Regions from separate parts of the Zea mays genome. Here region 2 is linked to region 1. Evidence: chromatin contacts called from public Hi-C data. All regions are on one chromosome and are shown on one strand. Each heading gives the region's core, a stretch centred on a gene start, on an enhancer-like site or on the middle of the called end of the contact. The rest is flanking DNA. Distances are from core to core; before and after follow the strand shown. Region 1 has its middle 66 kb from the start of LOC109939235. Region 2 holds the start of LOC100192866.

Region 1 (7,783 bases), core at 3,474-5,973:
ATGCTGTGCCTTTATGTTGATGACATCTTGATCTTTGGATCAAATCTCAATGTGATTGAGGAAGTTAAAAGTCTTCTATCGAGCAATTTCGAGATGAAAGATTTGGGAGAAGCTGATGTCATTCTAAACATCAAGCTTGTTAGAGAAGCTGATGGTGGGGTAACTTTGTTGCAATCCCATTATGTGGAAAAGGTATTGAGTCGCTTTGGTTTTAGTGACTGTGATCCTGCTCCAACACCTTATGATCCTGGTGTGCTATTGAGAAAGAATCGGAGAATAGCAAGGGATCAATTGACATACTCCCAGATCATTGGCTCGCTCATGTACCTTGCAAGTGCAACAAGGCCAGACATCTCTTATGCTGTGAGTAAGCTAAGTCGGTTTGTGTCGAAACCAGGAGATGATCACTGGCGTGCTCTTGAGAGAGTGTTGCGGTATTTGAAAGGTACTATGACATACGGTATTCATTATACCGGAAACCCAAAAGTGCTGGAAGGCTATTGTGATGCCAACTGGATTTCTGATGCTGATGAGCTTTATGCCACAAGCGGATATGTGTTTCTGTTTGGAGGTGGCGCTGTTTCCTGGAAGTCTTGCAAGCAGACTATCTTAACGAAGTCTACAATGGAAGCAGAACTCGCAGCATTAGACACTGTTGGGGCTGAGGCCGAGTGGCTTCGTGATTTCCTATTGGACTTACCGGTAGTTGAAAAACCGATACCGGCTATTTCCATGAACTGTGACAACCAAACGGTGATTACAAAGGTTAACAGTTCTAGGAATAACATGAAGTCTACAAGGCATGTTAAGAGGAGATTGAAATCTGTGAGAAAGTTGAAAAACTCCGGAGTTATTACTGTGGATTATGTCCACACATCAAATAATCTGGCAGATCAATTCACTAAGGGTCTATCACGCAATGTGATAGAAAGTGCATCGAGGGAAATGGGTATGAGACCCATGTGAGATCTACTCTAGTGGTAACCTGCTCTATGTGATCGGAGATCCCGTGAAGTAGAGTGGAGAAACAAGCTAGGAGTAGATTGTGAGGAAAGATCCCTTCTTTAACTCATTTCTGATGCACATCTTTCCTATCTGTAAGGCAGGATGGTTTTTACCTTAATGTATTCCAAGAGTCTTATAAAGGTGAGATGTTGTCCTACAGAACATCTTCTGAGGAATACACCTATATGAGTCAGACTGCTAGTCACAGTCTATGGGATTTGGGTAATCCCTAAATACTCATGAAAGGCACTGAAGTGTGACTTATATGCTTCTAAACAGCGGGAATACCCTTCTGCAGCCTAGTATCAGCAAAGGATTTGAGTGAATCTTAATTCGCACAAAACTGTCAATTCAAGGCATAGTCCATTGTTCAGTTGTGAATAAGTGAAACTCTCATTCTAGATGGATGTTCAACTTAACAGTCTCCATCGAAACACTGGTATATCAAAGGATTGTGATTCTGATACTTCACCATTACAAACCCTAGAGTTTGGTGGGGATTGTTGGATCTTTTATGGGCTTGGCCCATTTATTGAATAAACTCTATGGTGTGTAATGGTGGAGAATACCAATAGTACCACATTGGAAGTCCAAGGGTCTTTTGCCTTGACTTATATGGTGGGATTTATTCCACTTAACTTGAGAAGTCAAGAAATGGACAAGGGCGTGCCACACGCGCGCGCGCGCGCCGCCGCCGCCGCCGGTCGGGCCGGGCGTGGCGTGGCGTGGCGTGGCGAGGCGAGGCGAGGCGAGGCAGGCAGGCGAGCGGGCGTGGTGTGGTTGTGTTAATTTTTAGCACTCACTAACCGCGTCAGCCGAGTGACCCTGTCTCTTCGTCTGCCGAGTGACTCTGTCTCTCCGTCAGCCAGCCGAGTGACCCTTCTCCTTCTCTGCCGACTTATGGCGTGACTCGGCAAGAGCTGGCCGACTCATGACATAACTCGGCTAGAGCTGGCCGACTCTTGGCGTGACTCGGCGACCTTTCTCCTTCAGCTTCCCTCTGCGAGAGGTTAAATAGAGGAGCACCCCTGTCACTCGGTACACGCGAGAACACACTTTCAGAACACAGTCCAGCGCCGAGTGAGGGTATTTCCATCTCGTGACTCTGCGCGCACAGAGAAGCGAGAGGGCAGGTGCCTCCGGAGCCCTTGCCGTTCGAGACCTTGCACGGGGGATCGGCAATTAGGTTTTTGGGGAGCGTCTTCGCGACTGCCCAACATCTGTCTTCATCGCTGGTTCTTGGCGTCTTCAACTCGATCGGATGACAAGAGAAGTTGGGCAAGGATCAGGATCCTCGGAACGCATGAGAGGGTATGATCAATTCAGTTCATTACAGTTTTATATTCTGCATATTATATATGTCGTATGTAGCTTTGCTCTATCGTATTATAATATGTTATATCTGTTTGTCTTAATTTTACAGTCATCCTGTTTATATTGTTATCTGTTTATTTCCAGTTGTTCCGCAATAAACCATGAACCATGCTTATATACTTATTTTATTTATATGATTTACATGCTTCATATGCTTGCTGTTCTCATGATCCATATTGTTATGGATATTTTTGAGATCACGATTTCTATGGTTAATTATTTATTATATGTCATCATCATAATGTTAATTTATGGAATTAAAATGGTACGGAAAATGCCTATAATTCTAACAGTAACACCCACCGATAAACACACCGATCACAGGCACGAAGTTGGTAGCAAACAATTTACTCCACCATAGTAGGAGCTGGGCCCGCTCGACATACAAACATGCATACTATATAGTTTAATCGTGGCATCCTGATCCAACCCTCCGGATTACGCAATGCGCAATCATGAACGTACAAGTAGTGCGCGCAGCCACCACAAACACGCAATGATTACATGCGCTAAGCCTGCCGCTCTGCATTGTTTAGCACGTACTAATTAGATTATACATTACGCCATAACGATCTTATCTGGAAGCTAGCAGGTGCAGGGTTTCTGTCTCCTCGCAGTCGCAGCCTCATCGTTAGTTAATCCCAGACCAGATGATGTCACCGACAGACAGGGAGATGAGCCGGCCCGAACGAACAATAGGATATCTTTGATTTGGCCTCGCAAGTACGCATCCGGAGGAGGAGGCGTATTTGTAATTTGTTTTTTTGTTTTAGTCCGGAGGTGCTCTGGAGTCTGGTCTTTTGATTGGAGATCGAGGCGCTCTGTCTGATTCTGATCTGACGAAGCGATCCTCTTTTCTTTTTTAATGTGTTTTTGTTCAAGTCAACACTAGTGGTTGGCGGAAGGCCATGTGAGCGCGTCGCCATGGGGGCCGTTCTCGTGCGTGCAGTGCAGTGCAGGCTCGCAACGCAAGGTCATGCGTTGCGACAAGGTGGATCGGAGATGCATGGAGGTACCGTAGAAACACGGCGCGGAGCAGGGATATACACCTTGACAACCGGCGCATAGGCGCGAGTTGCGGGCCTCTTTCGGCTTCACCGCGGTGGCGGCCGCCGGCCGGCCAGCTTGCCGCGTTTCGCGCCGGCGCCGCCCTCCACCTCAGCCTGGCACGCTCACGTACCGCGCTGCGAGCGAGCGAGCCTCGTCGCTCGCTACGCCGGCTGCCTGCTCGCCGCACCGCCCTCTGTGTGCAGGCCGCGCACGCTCGCCTCGTCGCCCTCCTCGCCACCATCCGCACCTCCCTGCCGTACACGCTCGCTGTGATGTGAGCTCGCTGCATCGCTGGTCGTGCCGGCAGGGAGATCCCGCGCCGCCCTCCGCCGCGTTTGCGCTAGAGAAAAATACTTATTATTGTAATCTGAACCCTGTAACTCGTTCCCCTTCTTCCTACTCAAGGCAACTCCCTGAGTGCCAGTTCCCTAGCATCAGTGGTGTGCTAACACTCCGCCGCGTTTGCGCCCGCTCCCCGACCGGTCGCGAGCTCACCACGCCCGCTCGGCGCTCGTCGCTACGCCCTATGCCCTGGTCGTGCACACACTCCCGGCGTTCGCCGAGAGCTCGCCGGCGCCGCGCAGCCCTCTGTGCAAGCTCGCCACGTCGCTCTCCTCTCCGGCCGCTAGCAGAGCCGGAAAGAACGTTAGACGATAGTAGTATGGCACTGTTTGTTTTAGATTATAATCTCTCCAGATTATGGGCCTGTTTGGTTTGTGGCTAAATGTGCCACACTTTATCTAAAGTTAGTCGTTCGAATTGAATAACTAACCTTAGGCAGAAAAGTTAGGCAAAATGTGGCAACTGAGGTAGTGAACCAAACATGCCTTATATAATACAGTACAAATAATCAATAGTTAAACGAACATATAGATTATGGATTTAGATTATATAATCTAAACTCCAGATTATGATAATCTCATAATCTTCTCAAGACTAGTTTATTTGAGATTATTTTGACAAAAGATCCACTATTCATGGTAATGGAAATAGAAATTACAATATATGCTATCATTCTTTTCTTACCTCAAATAAACAATAATAATATTGTTGTCTTTGTGAATAATCTACATTTGTATAATCTAAACTATCAAATAACTACATATAGAGATTATAATATATCTAAATTATATAATTTAGATTATAATCCAGATTATATAATCTATAAGCTGAAACAAACCGACCCTATGTGTCATGCTTTTCTCCGTTCGCCGGAAGTACAGCACCGGGACGCGTCACGTGTGTGCGCGCTGAACAGCTGATGCCTAGTTCTTCAGGATTTAGGGCAGGAGGCATCAACAGGCAGTGAGCAACTGGAAGGAGCCATTCAGTTCAGGCTTGAGTGCGTATGGGGCTCTGGGCCATGCGAATTCTTAGCGGGCTTCACTTGCAGATGGCATAAATCCCGACGGCCCAGGGAAAGCTTCCCACGGCCCGCTTGACTGCAAGGCCTTGTCCAACAATGGTGACCGACGGTGTCCAACAAGCGAGAAGGATTATGGGCGTGTAAGTGCAAGCAGGGATGGCAATGAATGTCATTTATCCGCGTACCCGTGGATAAAAAACCCGTTGGGCATGATTTTGGGTACAAGTCTGTATCCATGAATATGGATACGGGTAGCACTTGATATCCGTGGATATTTTTAAAACGAATACAAAAAATCAATATCCATACTCAATTACCCGAATATCCGTCAAAATTACACCAGTCCCGCAGGCCCACGGGCCATAGCCCACAAGGCCACAAGCGTTCTCCAATCTCCAGGCTTCCAGCAATCCAGCGAAGCCCTCGCTCCGCCAGTCCATTCTCCGGTCTCATTCTCTTCTCCTCTGTCCTCTCCCACTCGCCCACTCCTACCGCCGTCGCCCACTCCTACCGCCGCCGCACACTCCATCTCACCTCTCCCAGACTCCCGCAGCCACTGCCCCCTATCGGTCCGGGTCCCTGGCTCCTGCGCGGCTCCCGGGCACAGAGCGCAGATCTCCAGCTCGTCCTCAGTCCCTGCATCGTTGACTCCCTGCGCAGCTCATCCTCAGTCCCTGGCTCCCTGCATCGCTGACTCCCCGCGCGCCTGCGCTCTGTGCCCAGTTGCAGCGCTCCTGCGGCCTGCTCCCCTCAGTCCCTGCGCGTGCTACCTTCCCTCGGTCCCCGGCTCCTGCGCGGCTGTCCTGGTGTAAAGTACAGGTTATTCTAGATGCAACGACTTGTTGATTGTTTTTCTCACCCAAATGCAATTACAGATTATTTCAGATTCAACGACTTGTTGATTGTTACTTTTATTAATTCAATGCGTTACCGCTGCCATGGAAACCCCTAGTGGTGGCACTCAACAAGATCATATTTAAATTTGCTGGACAAATATGATATCATATTTGAATTTGCTGGATTTAAATATTTTGTATGTCTAGTGGGCAAACAGATATATCCGCGGATATACGTTACTCGCGGGTAACGGATGTGGATACTGTTTGTTATCTATGGCGGGTAACGGGTAGGGTTCGAATATTAGATATAAGTCGTGGATATGGATGTCCAGAGACAATATGCGCGGATATTTTACCCGTTGCCATCCCTAAGTGCAAGATCATCAACCAAGCCCCACAACAACAGGACGGTAGCGCTGGTTGCTGCTCGCGGCTCGCCCCACAACTAGTTTGTGGGTTTTCACCGACACGCAACACACCGGACAACGGCCTTACGGTATTTCGATTTTTATAGAGGTACCTCAGCATATACAGATAAGATATCGCCTCCATCACCACTTGCATCGCAGACCCACATGAAAAAGATTGATCAAACCTCACGTGTACGTACGTGTTTATTTTGGACAACCGATTGAATGACATGCACACAATGCAACCAAATACCGCAGTGTTGTACTATATGTATTACTATATCCGTGTGATTGGTTGCTGTACAGCGGTAGGCCGGTAGCCTGGCTCGTATTTGAGCAGTTTGGCTCTTTGTGCATAGGTTTTTGTTTGGTTGTTTGTATTGGTATATTCAGATCAAATACAACTAGTGTTTGGTTGTTTGTGTCAGACGTGTACTAGAGAAGACCATATAAATAAATGTTCAAAGATTATACACCATGTATGGTCTAATTTTATTCGTAAAAATATCAGAAACATAAATATGAAATCGGTTCGATGATTAAATCTTTTAATTAAAAGGTATAAGAAAAACATACTAAAAAAGCATCTCGAAATTCGTGCATCTCCATTTGGGCAACTAATCAACTATGACGACAGGCGCGGCCTGCATGCGTGCTCTGATTTACATCACATTGATCTACATGCGTAGAGCTTGTTACCGAACACACAGTGCTTTAATGATCCGCAGGTGCAGCTGTACCCGCGGAGCAGTTAACCAATCACGCGCTAAGACGCTATGCGTTTGAATCATATCGACACTATTTAAAGTGGTTTTTTATTTTAATTTCTTTTTAAAAATAACATTATGGATTTTTAAACTAATCCAGTTAATCACGCTAATAACACTAGAGTTTTTTATATGTTATTAAATTATTAATAAGTTGGTGTTATCAACCTATTTAGGACCATAAATGATGTCTTTTCTTTTAGTGATAGATGATCCTAATAAGTTTGATGTAACATACATGTTTTTTAATGACTTGTAGAGAGAGACGACCATACAAGCATTTCGTGCGGTGGGTTTCACCTCCTCCAATCTTTTGCTAATGACGAATAAGGAGAAGACAAAGCCATCAATGAACGCATTGAGAATCCTTCTTCCACATGGTTGCAGAGATGCAATTGTTTTTGCACCTAGGAGTTCGTTTGGATTTGAGTGTGGTAACAAGAACAAAGTGAGTATAGCATGGTTTCCCTTTATCCTTGTATTTGCTTGCCTGGAATCAACAATATGTGCCTGTTTATAACACGAATATTATAAGTGTTATTTTAGTGAGTGGATGTACAAACCTAAGTCCCATTAGCCTTGACCCTTATATTTGCCTACCTAGAATTAATAATATGTCCTTGTTTGCAACATAGATATTAGAAGTGTTATTTCAGTGAGTGGGTGTATGGACCTAAGTCCCATTGACTGGATCAAAACAAAGGATATCATAGCCCTGTAGTCCTCTACAAGTGTGGCGTTGAAATCCACTATGGCCTAGTTCCTTTAGAGCCCATAATAAGCTATTAGTGTGGCCATATAGTTGATTGCAATGAGGTTGTTGGGACAATTTTAAAGAACTTTAAATTGAACCTTTGGCATGCAATAACTATTTCTTATAATAGAGCACTAAAAATATGACCGGGAGGATTTCAATTTTTTCTAAACAACCCCAAGTGCGTAAATAAGAAAGTGAAGCCTTTTATTCTCACA
Region 2 (7,783 bases), core at 3,526-6,025, 580 kb after region 1:
GTTAGTGTTAGAATAAAAACCGAGTCCGAATGAGAGGGAAAACAAATCAACCAAGAAATAAAGCGGATGAACATAGTGATTTGTTTTACCCAGGTTCGATTCTAAATAACCTAATCCCCGTTGAGGTGGTCACAAAGACCGGGTCTCTTTCAACCCTTTCCCTCTCTCAAACGGTCATCTAGACCGAGTGAGCTTTCTCCTTAATCAAACGGGTCACTTAGACCCTCACAAGGACCACCACACACTTGGTGGCTCTTGCTTTGATGACAAGTGTCTTGAGAACAAGAATGAGAAAGAAGAAAGCCAACCAAGCAAACAAGAGCACAAGGAAATACAAATGATCCTCTCACAAGTCTAATTGCGCTAGAGTTGATTTTGAGGCTTTGAGCGGATCGATCTCTTGAATTGTGTCTTTGGAGTGGTGTCTATTGCTCTTGTATTGAATGAGAAGTAGTGAATGCTTGGATGGTTGGAGTGGAGGTGGTTGTGGGGTATTTATAGCCCCCAACCACCAATTCAACCGTTGGGGGCAGGCTGCTGTCGATGCCACCCAATCGTTAGGGTTCTGACGGTTTCGACCGTTGGAGCTTTGTCTTCATGTGGCACCGGACAGTCCGGTGCCACACCGAACAGGCACTGTTCACTGTCCGGTGCGCCTTCTGTGGCTGCTCTGACTTCTGCGCGAACTGTCTGCACACTGTAGCATTGCAGCCGACCGTTGCGCTTCTGAAACCCGAATGTGAAGAGTTTGGAGTCGATCGCCCCTGGGGCACCGGACACTGTCTGGTGGTGCACCGGATAGTCCGGTGCGCCAGACCAGGGTTCTCTTCGGTTTCTTTTGCTCCTTTCTTTTGAACCCTAACTTTGATCTTTTTATTGGTTTGTTTTGAACCTTTAGCACCTGTAGAATATATAATCTAGAACAAACTAGTTAGTCCAATTATTTGCGTTGGGCATTCAACCACCAAAATTATTTATAGGAAAAGGCTTAAACCCTATTTCCCTTTCAGAGAGGGCGCGCTCAGGCTTGCGCCGACAGGCGGGGACGCCTGTCAGGCACAGGGGGCGCGCGGGCGCGGGCTCGCGCGCGTGGGCTGGGCTAAGTGGGCCGACCTAGGCTGAAATGGCATTTTCTATTTCTAGGGAATTTCTAATTGCTTTTCTATTTATTTTCTTTAGGGTTTTCAAGTCAAATTCAAATCAAGTTTCAAATTCAAACCAAATCAAATATATGCAACAATTCAAAGGATATTTAGACTCAATATGATGCAACATTCCATGACTCATAGGTTTTGGGCAAAATAAAATAAATAATCCTTCTCTAATACCACTAACTCTAATTAAAAGAAGAAGAGAGGGAGAAAACTAGAGAGAGAGTGAAGCTAGAGTGAGATAGAGAAGAGTAACACCTAAATTTGGATGATCATAAGAAAGAAATTTTATACCCCCAAATTCAGGGTGTTACAGGGGCAGTCCCAGGAGGGCGCTGCTGAGCATTCTTTAGAAGAAGCTTATGGCGTTTTTCTGCTTGGGTCAATGTGTGTATAGGTTGAGAATATCTCTGGAAATTGCTAGAGCGATACTGCTGATGCAATATCCTATCCTCTAGAAGCATGGTAGATAGAGTCTTTTCTATCTTGTCTGCTTCAGAGGCCTCTTTCTTGCAAAACTTCAATTTGGAACAAATACTATGAAGAGCATGATTATATTCTGCAACACATTTAAAATCTTGCAGTCGAAGGTGGTTCCACTCATGGTTGGCTGACGGCCATATGAGTTCCTTCTGCTGTTCATAGCACTCTTTAAGAGCTTTCCACAAGTTCTGAGGGCATCTCTCCATAAGGTACTCCTACTTAAGGTCCTTATGGATATAAAGCCTCAAAAGGAAAAGTGTTGTGTTCTTTTTCACTTCATTTGCTAGAGCAGTACCCGTGATAGGTGTTGCTATAGCATCAATGATCCCACAAGAAGCAAAAGTTATTTCAATATCTGAAGCCCAAGTTGGGTAGTTATGCCCATCAAGGGTGAGTGCCTCGAACTTTTTAGTTGACATGTTCCTACATTCATGACCATGTACATCCATTAATTTACGCATAAATTAATAGTCACAATGGTGATGTTGTAAGTTCAAATGCAAAAACCTTAAAATTACATGTGATATGAGTTGTCTGAAGGTTCCAAACCTTCTAATTGAATAAATACTTTGAATATTAGTGAGCATTGTATAGATAATCCTCAAATTAATAAGGTAGATCTCCTAGTAGTGGGCAAGAAACTTGCTGCCTAAAAGCACGGTCTCTGGGCTGATAAGTTCATGGATGAACAAACCGCAACCAATGCTTAGATCTCCACTACCCATGCTCGATTAATTATCAAAGTAATATTCAAGAACTTCATATCCTGTTATTTTGGATAGCACGTATAGGTATCCATCCCGAAATATGTAGACCTCATAGAGATAGGCATTTAAAATGCTGCCTGAAGCACGGTCTCTGGGCTACTAAACTCTATAAAGAATTTAGCACAGCCATTGCTTAGGACTCTATCTCCCTATGCCCTTAATCCAAAATAAGGTAATTTTATTTTGCATGAGTATTATTAAGTATGAACTTAATAAATGCTATATTTATATGCAAACATAAAAGAATGCGAAAATAATAGCAAGTAGAGATATGTGAATTATAAATGTAAATACAAAAATAATTCACAAACTAAAGTCTACTATATTCACAATAAAACAGACAGGTCTGTACAATATATGCAGTCTAAATAACGAATTTAGACGACTAAGATAAGTTTGAACTGAAATGACATATAAAACATAGTCTTATACTGAAATTTCAGAATTAAAATGATAAAACAGGCCATATTGGGCTCCTGAAAGTAACCCAGGCGGCCTGCCAGGCGGACCAGGCAGCGGCCTGGTGGCCTGCACGCCGGCCCAGCCTGGCTGGCCGGCCCAGGCGGCCCATCAGAAGCCAGCACACCCATTTTAAATGGGGGCGGTTAGGGTTTGCCAACCCTAATCGCCCTAGCCGCCGTCGCCACCAGGGAACACTCCCGAGCCGCCGCCAGGAAGCCATCCGCCGTTGACTGCCAGGGAGCCAGCGTGTGTGCCTGGCTGGAGTCCTCCGTGCACCCGCGCGCCTTGCCTGAGCCGCGGTGGTGCGCGGTCGTGGCCGAAGCACGCCTTCTGCTCCACGCCGGGGAGCAGCACCGCGCGCCTAGGCCGGCGTTGCCCACGTCGAGCACGCGACCCACGCAGGGAGCCGTGCATCCGCATGGCCGCCGAGTTCTCGCACCGCCGGCCAGTGCCCGCGTCCGGGTCACCACCGGCCAGTGCCCGCGTCCGGGTCGCCGCAACCTCGCACCGCCGGCCGGTACCCGCACCCTGGGCCGCCGCGGCCTCGCCAGGAGACCGCGCTGTGAGCTGTACTGCGCAGGGAGGCACGCCCGCCATAGGGCAGATCCGTGGCCGCTCTAGGGAGCTAGCGTGGCACTCGCTTGGCCCGAGTCGCGGTGCTGCTCGCTCTTGGCCGAGTCCCACCGTTTGCCCGCGCGATGGCCTCGCCCGCGCCTAGGCCGACCTTGATGTTCCAGGCGATCCCACTCCCCCACCCCCTCCCCCCAACCGGCCGTCGTGATGGCAACCGCCACTGGCCGGACAGAGGGCCATTAGGCCCTCCCATTGGGGTAGGAAGATAGGGCCACCCCGTTTGGGCGGTGGCCAGTGAAGATGACGCGTCCTCGTGGAGCGTCGACGACGCGAGGGGGCTGTCCACGACGGGAAGCGATGGTTCCAACAAGCACCGATGCCGGCGGCAAAGGGGAACGACGTTCAACTGCCCCTGCAGTGGGTGGAGGCGGCGGTGGTGCCGCCAAATCGACTTTCATGGGGGCAGATGCAGACGACCCCGCGTCAACCACCAGCACCGGTGGTGACGGGGATGCAGTGGGGAGGCCGCACTCCACCACCGGCAGTGGGACGACCGCTGCCCACCCATGCAGCACGCAGAAGTGCACGTTTTGCACTTGCACGCGGCGTTTAGGGATCTCGTGCACAGTGCACTGGTGGAAGCGCTGCGGCTTGCCCAGTGGCGAACGCCTCCAACATCGCATCATCAACAGTGTGTAGAACTTCGTGCATACGACGTATGCGCATGGAAATGGTATGCTCCATACCTTGCTGTTGATTTGCAGATTGCTGTTATTGTTCTTGTCAAGAACAACAAGTGTTCTTCCTTCTTCCTCTGATTTCCCTTTGAGACAATGCTGATAACGTGTTGAACTATTTTGCAGTGCTCAGTGGTAAAGGGAGAAAGGACAGAGACAAATGACAGTAACAGTTGCTTTATTGTAGAGAGTTTGTGAATATATACAACTGTAAGGGTACTACCCAAGGGGTGTGTCCCTTGGGGTTGAATTGATCACAACAATATTTTGTAACACTTCTATCCTTTTCAAGGGCCGTGTCAAAGATTTTGGGATTCTGATAAAAATATCTGTACACTATCCAAACAGGCATGCAAAATAGTGAGGCAAACTCTTAAAATCTTTAATTCCTTTTCATGCCATATAATCCAGATTTCAGAATCTTTAGTAATACAAATCGAAATAGGACCCCAACCCAGGTTTGATGGAGACTTATCATCGGTAATCCGAGGATCGGGACATTATTGACAATCCCTCGTTCGAAAACAACTGATAATTTCTTTTGATTCTCGTGTTTCCATGCTGGAAACTTGAGACCGTTAAAGGTACAGTGAACCCAAACCGAATGACAGCCATCACCCTATCACCATACGAACAGCGGCAAAATGGGGGAAAGGCGGAGCGGGAGGGCCCCAAATCGGAATTACGGATGAACACCTAGACCTCAATAGACCACGACGGATCCATCGTATCCCCGAATTAAAACGCCTTCCGCCCTCGATTTAACTTCGACCACCACTTCCAGGTGGGCCAGACCACTTCTTTCTCCCTTTAAAGTCCCCAGCGTACACGCGAAACCAACAAGCAACAGGAAAGGGCCGCGGCGAGCAGCAGCGGGGGCGGAGTGTGCTGTGGAGCGGCCCGCGTGCGGCGAGGGTCGTCCCTACAAGCCGTAAGCCCCCTCCCTCCCTCACTCACTCCCGAACCTTGTAGAATGCACTAGAACCCCACTGCGGCCTTGCTTTGTTTGGGGGCGGAGGTTGATCTCGTGCGCTTTGCTCCGCCATGGTGTCCCGCGGTTGTTTAGCTAAGTGTAGGTATCTCCGGCTCGTTTCTGTTTTTTTTTTGTTTTTTTTTTGGGGGGGGGGGGGGGGGGGGGGGGGGGCTGCATCGGTGTTGAGAGGTCATGCTGTTTTGTAATTTCTCCGATTTCAGTTTTGGTGCTCGTGTTGTGTGTTCACCCGTTGGTCGTTTGACTCGTCATTGGAGGGTTTGGGTGTGGATTCTCTTATTAGAAGGCACCCACACCAGAGCAGGTACCTTATAGTGTTTTCCCCCGTTTTTGGGTGACTTGTAAACATTTTGCTGCCCAAGGACTCTGAGTCTGGGTGGTCATGCTGTTTTGTAATTTCTCTGATTTTAGTTTCCAGCCTGCGCTCGATTTCAGTTTTGGTGCTCGTGTTGTGTGTTCACCCGTGGTCGTTTGATTCGACATTGGAGGGTTTGGGTGTGGATTCTCTTATTAGAAGGCACCCGCACCGGAGCAGGTAGCTTATAGTGTTTTCCCCCGTTTTTGGGTAACTTGTAAACATTTTGCTGCCCAGGATACTGAGTCTGGGCAATGCCGTTTCTGTCTGCTTTACTACGGCCCTTGTGCTCAACTCGCGATTTCCTTGGTTGAACTCTTGATCGATCATTTGATTTTTCACAGTTTATTTTTTCATTTATGTTAACATGTTGGGCCCTAATTTTGTAAGATGCGTGAAGATGTGGTTGCTGTCATTTGTTGGTTATTTGCGTACTCTATCATGACATGCTACTATGCTAGTATTTCTGACGCTTGGATTCCTCTCTTATTCGACTCTTCCGGCCGATGTATTTTGTAGTTTGGGTATGGTAGGGCTGCAACATTGCTTGCACATCTGCATTGGAGTGTGATGATCATCTGTCCACTAGGAGTTTATTGCTCATCTACCTGTGCTTGAACCATGCAGAGACAAACTGACAGAGTGATGTCCAATTTTGCCATGTTGCTTGGATTCTTTCCTCTCTTTTCAATTTTTTACATGTGGGGTTATTTTAACATTTTGGTTGTCGGTCATGTTACTTAGTTCAGGAGGCAACTCTATGTTCCCTTTCCTGGTCCTGATCATTCTATGCCAATTTTGACAGTATTTATGTCCGTAGATAACGTTTTCATTAATGTGTGATTAGTTGATGAATGTGTTTGAGAGGAATCCTTATCATGCTTTTGCTGTGATCCTTCATGCTTATCTGTGATGACTTCTAATAGCATATAAATTCTTCAAGGATTAGACGTTGCTGTCCAGAAATTATGACCAAAGGCAAATACTTTGTACTTTGCACAGACTGCTTTGAGTTTGTTTGATACCTTCAATTTTGCTATTATACCTATGCACAACAGCACAAGTGGTTCTTGCACCATTTCCTCAAACCAAAAAGCACCTTGGAAGAACTACAAAACACAACAGGTTATCATATCGTATTGAACATTTTCTGCTAAGCTTAGTTTGTTAGCTTGTTTAGTGTAGTATATAAATAAGTTTACCATGAAATTGGCACTTTATCATGTATTTAAGCAACTCAACAATATTTGTTTACAATTCTTTTGTGTGCTGATAAGTGATAACAGTAATGCTATACTCTGTCATACTTATCATGTGATAAACACTTCTTTTGTTGGGCAGGTCTGACAGTTCATAAGAGGTACCCTTTTGGGAAGGTCCTCACCATGGATCTATCCCAGGCACTGACCTCATCCAGTGATGATGAAACCAGGGCACTTGGTACATTGCTTGATATGTTCAGCAGTTCCTTTTCACTTGATGATATAGCTGATGCATATATCAAAGCAAATGGCGATGTTAACAAAGCTGGAGATTTCTTATACGACCTTCAACATTCATTGCCTCATACCAAAGATGTTGAGTCAAGTGTCGAGGCTAACCTTTCCCATACTGACAAGGCAGTTGAAGAAAACTGTATGGACAATTCAAGCCAACCAAGAACTCTTCTCCGTACTGAGCAGGCAGTTGAAGAAAATCATTTCGAGAATTCAGATCACACAAAAATGCCTGAAAATCTGCATAAGTCTAGTGCTGCATTTGGTACTGTCTCCAGCATGTTAAGAAAAGAGTCTATCAGGGCTACAACAACAGCGAGTAGAGCATCAAAAAAAGGCAAACCTCTTAGGGTTGAACTGCCAGAGTACATGCGGGATGATTTTAAGGTGACATCTGATGAATCTGACTCTGCACCGAGGAGAGAGACTTTGAATAACAGGGATGTTGAGGAGTTTCTGTTTTGCATGCTTGGTGAAGGATTTAAGCTCAGTAAAGAATTGATCCATGAAGTTCTAGGTTAGCATGTCTTCTACCTGACCTGTATTTTCACCCATTCATTTCATATACCAAGAAATGTCTTGATTGTTTTAAATTTCATTTTGCAGGCAGCTGTGGATATGATATTAAGAAGGTACTGATGAAATTGTTTTTTATTATATATTTTCTGCCACTCCTAACTGTCACAAATATAGTGAAAGGGTTTAGCATTTAGGCTTTATCGTTTAGAGTTTTTTTTCGAGAACATGCCTTGGTGATGCCTTAGCAAA

The links. Hi-C and Micro-C count contacts between places; a contact is called where the count stands out from the background.
Region 2: a contact with region 1 is called in a Hi-C map of tassel, with 2.3 times the contacts expected there. The contact joins the promoter of LOC100192866 here to the enhancer-like site in region 1. A contact is called at or near these places in 2 of 25 Hi-C or Micro-C datasets (ear and tassel).

What each region holds. Positions count from the first base shown.
Region 1 is chr4:151,555,853-151,563,635 of Zm-B73-REFERENCE-NAM-5.0, forward strand. No RefSeq gene overlaps it. Among protein-coding and RNA genes, the nearest start is that of LOC109939235, 66 kb to the left of the region's middle. Within about 2 kb of position 4,724, at least 20 of the 20 cell types and tissues checked have an H3K27ac peak or open chromatin away from gene starts, as enhancers often do. A contact at or near this core is called in ear and tassel, where this site is marked.
Region 2 is chr4:152,140,653-152,148,435 of Zm-B73-REFERENCE-NAM-5.0, forward strand. LOC100192866 reads left to right here and starts at 4,776. Exons shown (of 11, transcript NM_001358594.1): 1 at 4,776-5,104; 2 at 6,861-7,532; 3 at 7,622-7,647. The coding sequence starts at 6,905. It overlaps LOC103653834 (a long non-coding RNA gene), which reads left to right and starts at 3,025. Exons shown (of 2, transcript XR_565747.1): 1 at 3,025-4,169; 2 at 4,300-4,499.